Linked DNA regions of Sus scrofa: region 1 is linked to region 2. The links are chromatin contacts, called in public promoter capture Hi-C maps. All regions are on one chromosome and are shown on one strand. The core of a region is the stretch at or near the end of the contact, and the rest is flanking DNA. Distances in the headings are between cores, read along the strand shown.

Evidence for each region. Promoter capture Hi-C pulls out the DNA fragments that hold promoters and counts their contacts.
Region 1: a contact with region 2 is called in a promoter capture Hi-C map of fetal liver, with 2.3 times the contacts expected there. The contact joins the promoter of CADM3 here to the promoter of LOC100155689 in region 2. A contact is called at or near these places in 1 of 5 promoter capture datasets (fetal liver) and 2 of 47 Hi-C or Micro-C datasets (embryonic fibroblasts and liver).

The regions. Positions count from the first base shown.
Region 1 is chr4:91,258,671-91,261,376 of Sscrofa11.1, reverse strand. CADM3 (cell adhesion molecule 3) reads left to right here and starts at 1,252. Exons shown (of 9, transcript XM_003481427.4): 1 at 1,252-1,513. The coding sequence starts at 1,432.
Region 2 is chr4:90,895,349-90,898,048 of Sscrofa11.1, reverse strand. It overlaps LOC100155689 (putative olfactory receptor 10J6), which reads left to right and starts at 1,433. Exons shown (of 1, transcript XM_021089594.1): 1 at 1,433-2,700. The region is part of intron 1 of LOC100520241 (olfactory receptor 10J1-like); the gene reads right to left.

The DNA of each region.
Region 1 (2,706 bases), core at 3-2,502, 360 kb before region 2:
ACCTTAGGTAGATTAGTTAATACACTTACAATCTCAGCTGCACCTGTGTAATAAGGGGTTGGGTCAAATATTTTCCAAGAATCCTTATATATGTAAAATTATCTGATTCAGAGATTGTAAAATTTAGGAATGTATGCCCCAAAGTTAAGTTTGAGCAAAACTGACTCGGAAGGGTCTCTCTCTGGGATGTACCAAGACTCTCCCAGAGATCCTCAGTCACAGAAAACAAAAACAAACAAACAAAAAAATACTAGCAAACCCCAGGGGTTTGGAACTCTTGAGCCAAGAGCAAGTAGAGTCATCCAGCCTCTCTCATCCATCTTATATCTGGCCTCAGGCACTGAGAACTGCATTAACCACAGATGCAGGGGTCCTTAAAGGGGGCAGCTTCCTGAAGATCTGTAGATTCATCCCGGAAGATTACTCACTAAAACTTGAGAGGGAAGGACAAGATTCTCTGAAGTATTAAGAAAGAAGAAAAATATTGAGGGTAAGGGCCGGCAGTAAAGTGGGGGAACAGGAAGGATTAAGGGGGCAAACAACTGAGTGGTTTTGTAGGCTGCTTGGTTGGGCAGTCTGAAGAGAAATCACTGTGTTTGGGGCCGGGGGTGGGGTGCGGTGGGGGGGAAGAGTAGGAGAGTCAGTCTTCGAGGAGGGACTGAAGGAAGCGTGGATCCCAAGGCCTAGGGGTTTGCTGGAAGACGCCTTTCAAAGGATATTGCCTGGGGCCACAAATTGTTGCTGGACGTATAACTTGGGGCTCTTGGGCCAGAGGAACTAGGGATGTTAGCTCTTCAGAGAATGAGCAAGGCAACTGGTCAACCACTGCTGAGATGTCCCTGAGCACACTGTTGACAGGGGGACCCCAGGGCTCCTGGGGATCCCCAGTTGCCAAAGGAGGGAGGGCGGGGCTGGAGGATCTCGGGCTAGTGGGCACGCCCTTGCCCAGGCCTGCAGTGGCCGCTCCCGCCAGCTGGCCCAGGGCCCTGTCCGACTCCCCTCCCTCCACCCCGAGCCTAAGAGGGGTGGGCGCCGGGTCCCACTGCTGAGCCAGCTCGCTCCCTCTGCTCCACACCCGAACCCGGCTGGTGGAGCTCCCGGGGGAGAAGGTGGAAGGCACCACGACGGCGCGGAGGGGGTGCTGGAGGCGGGGGGAGTGGGGAATGCGGCAGGCTGTCCCCCCCGCGACCAGCCCAGCCCCCCGTCACCCCCCCTCCACCTCCAACAGAATGGTTTGCTCCGAGCGCCCTATTTAATCCCCGCGACTGCAGCAGCGCCGGCTCCCTCCCGGTCCCCGCCTCGGCCCCGGGCTCCGAAGCGGCTCGGGGGCGCCCTTTCGGTCAGTGTCGTCGTCTACCCCCCCACCCCAGCCCCAGCCCCTGGGGACCCAGGCTCGCCAGCGCCCAGCCAGGGAGCCGGCCGGGAAGCGCGATGGGGGCCCCTTCAGCCCTGCCCCTGCTCCTGCTTTTCGCCTGCTGCTGGGCGCCCGGCGGGGCCAACCTCTCCCAGGACGGTGAGTGAGGGAGGGGGCGGCGCCAGGGGAGGTGGGGAGGGGCCGGGGCGGGGGTTCGGACCGGCAGCGTGGGCGGAGGGAGCCTGTTGGCTTTGTTTGGAACCGGGGGTTAAAGTCGCCAGTCGCTGTTAATACCCCTGTGTCTGTCTCTGAGCATCCGTGTCTCTGTGGACCGTGGGGTGTGCCGGGTAGGCACCCTCCTTGCACACCGTCGAGTGTGTCTGCGTGTGCACCTGGGGTCTGGGGCTGTTATAAGCAGCCAGAGGTCTAGATGTGTTGAGGTCCGTGTGTGTGTCTGGGTGTGCGCGTCTGTGTTGGTGTCTGGTTCTGCGTTTCTGTGTCAGTATCTGTGTGTATGTCTGTGTCAGTGTGTGTTGGGGGCGGAGTGAGATTTGTCGCTGTTTCAGTCAGGGCGTGTGTCGGGTGTTTGTGTATGTATGTCTGGAGGGGTTGGGTAGCCAGTGCAATCCCCCAAACTGCTGTATGCAAACATTTCTGCTCCCCCGCCCCCCTTCACCCGCGGCGCAGCTTGGAGTGGGCAGGGAAGGGGGCCTGGGTGAGGCTGTTGAGGGGGGCGTGGGCAAGGAACAGGGAGGGGGGTGCTTCTCCTTGGAGCAAAACAACAACACTGGGCGGAGAGGGCCCGGGATGGCAATATCCCTGGCGGCGGCAGAAGCTGGGAAAAGAAGCCCAGACAAGAGCGGAGGAGGCGGGGGGAGGCAGTGGGGGAAGGTTGGGCAAAAGGAAGGATGAAGATATTTGGGGAGGAGGATGCAGAGAAAGCCCAAAGCTTTCCTGGACCAAGATTGATTCTCCAAATTTGGGGTGGGGTGGCTTGCTTAGCCCCTCTTGCTTCAGTCTGAAACTCAAATCTTCTTGGGTTTGTAACAGTAGGGAGATGAAGGGGGGGAGGAGGCGGGGCCAGGGGTGAGGGGACTTGGGGAAGAGCCCCTCCCGCCCTGGCCCTGGCTATGTAGGTCAGCGCTGTGGGGGCACCTCAGCTTTCTTAAAGGCTACTGACAGTTAACAGGGTGGCAGGGGGCAGTTTGTAGGGAGACCGGAAGGGAGCCACAGCTCAGAGCCTCAGGTCCCTGAAGGAGAGAGGGCAGGCTGTGAAGGGACTAAAGGAATGCATCCTCCTGTCTCCTCCGCCCCTATCAGAGGCGGGCTGGGCTGGAGGAGGGGACGAGGGA
Region 2 (2,700 bases), core at 184-2,683:
TGGCACTGCAGTGATCTCTTGTAAAGCATGATTGCCTGCTATGCTCTAAAATCAGAAAAGAGCACAGGCGGTTTCCAGACTCAAGAAGGTGGGTGGATTTCTTTGGGTATGAGAAGGCGTCTGTCCCAAAGACAAGTCATCATTCTCTTGTTTATTCAAATAGTTCACACAATCATCAGCTTCTTAAGAAGTCAACTCCTCCATTTCTGGCTCCTTACACCTATTTTGTCTAATGAAAGGAAAAGGACAGGATGGAAAGTCTGGTTAAAAGATGTCATTAATTTTTTTTTTTTTTAGCTGCATAACTCCTTTTAACACAAAATAGATTTTTAGAGGCTTAGCCTACCTTACATCTTTTAATTTTTTTTTAAACACAGATTCTGTTTCTAGGCACAGATTTTGCTTATAAAGATTTAGATATTTTTAAGCACCCATGGATTTTGTCATCGTTTCTTCACTTTGCAAATGGTATTTCCTTTACACCCTCAAAATGTGTTTTTCCCCTTGATTTTCTTTTCCTTTTTCCTCTAGTAAGAATCTCAGCTTCATGACTAAAATTTTGATGCATGAGCACATTTCAGTACTCTTACTCCCCCACAGGGTTTTTGTCCTTCTGGAGTGTATAAATCATTTTGAAAGCTCCTTTCTGTTCTCTACTGCGCTTTTGAGATTATCTACTGACTTCCCCAGAAACACCCCTCGGGTTCAGCCACACAGAGCCCTGCTGCTACGGTGCCCAGCTGCAGTCACTTCTGGCTGGGCTGATTAAAAGAGCAACCAGCAGGGGGACAGGAGGTGGCCATCTGGTGCTAAAATCGTCCTTGAGTTCACTGACACCTGTTCTCACAGCTGAGCACTTGTCCCAGCCAATCTCCCCTGGTGGAAGCCACCCACCCATTCCACACACTTCTCTGGCACCACAGTGCTCTCTGAGACCTCTTTTCTCCCGCCACGGTGGCCATGGTGAACACTGGTGTCTGCTGCTACCTAATCTCTTCTGTGTGAGAATCCAAGACAACCCAGCAGGACTCCCATATGATTTACTCCCGCATCCCACACTTGCTCATCTCCTTCACTGGGGCCTCTCTCCTGCAGGGGCAGTAACAATCATGGGTTTCTCATTACAGGCCTCAACGGTAACAGTGTGGGGAGTTCCCATCATGGTGCAGCCGAAACGAATCCAACTAGGAACCATGAGGTTGCAGGTTCGATCCCTGGCCTCGCTCAGTGGGTTGAGGATCAGCGTTGCCATGAGCTGTGGTGTAGATCACAGATGCGGCTGGGATCTGACATTGCTCTGGCTGTGGTGTAGGCCAGCAGCTACAGCTTCGATTGGACCCCTAGCCTGGAAACCTCCATATGCCATGGGTGCGGCCCTAAAAGGACAAAAGACAAAAAAAAAAAAAAAAAAAAAAAGTAACAAATTGGGATTGCTCCTACACTTCAAAAAGAAGTTTAAAAGTGAGATAGGAGGCAATCGCCCTTCATCTGCAATTTTAGTCCTTAATGCTAAAATGTCCCTGGAGATGTGACAAGATGGTGCGAACTGCATCCTAGAACTGAAGACATGAAGAGTAAAGGTAGGGAGGAATAACTGGAAAAAATCCGGGTAAGCAGATGACACCTACCCTAGGAGGTAGAGCTAGTCACCAAAGTGTATGTTATGGAGGGTGAATCCCATTTACTGCAGGACTTTGTTTATTTTGGCTAAAGGGAATGCTGAGGTTTGGGCGGTACCAGAGTTCCTCAGGTAGGAGACATAATAGCTCCCCCAAGTGGTGGTGCTTCACCCTTCCCTCTCATACCGCACCCCTTTCCTCTAAATAAACACGAACATGGAAAGAACATTACTTGAACATTTGCGTTGAACATTTGCATTATGTCCTCCCACATGTCTTGATCTGGCCGCCTTTTTGCATTTTTTCCCCAAGTTCTAAGAATATTCTGCCTAAGATAGTCTTTCATTGTCTGTTCAATCTAATTCAAAAGTACACCACAGGCAATAAGCTTACTTCTTCCCCTCTTTCTCCTGGACTCATGTACCTGGACCACATTTCCTAGTCATCAGCCATCCTGTTTATAACTTTAAAATTTACTCAAATAAAGTAAATTCATATTTACCTGAAGCATACCTACAAGAAATCTGTGGCTGATTTGGGGTGAAGGCAGCACTTTTCAGGCCCTAAAAAAAATGAGGGTTTTTTTTCCTCCTCCTGACTCAATTCAGTAATATTCTTCTTCTTTCCTCTCCCAAATTACGTCCACAGTTTTCCTGGCTCAGTATCTTCTTAACCATTTTTTGTCATTCATTGCAATAGGCTCATCAGGAAAGGGAAACGCACATACAATCTCCTGTTCTCATTGATGACATGTTAAAGTTTTTTGTTTGTTTGTTTCCTCCCTATAACCTTGCTTTCCAGCCCAAGACTCTACTGAAACTGGCCAGTATGTCATCAGTGACCTCCTCCTCACTCAATCTAACTTCTGTTCTCATTGGTCCTTCTCCTTGACTTTCCAAACTATTTAAGAGCTATACTTCTGCACTCAAAAGTTAAATAATTTAAAATAAGGACCGCGATCCTAACTGTAAATACAGCAGTGTGTAAAAAGTCAAAGTTACCTAGAATCTCACCCCCACCCCAACATAATGGTTCACCCACAATAATACCAGATGTATATACTTTCAGACTTTTTGCATAT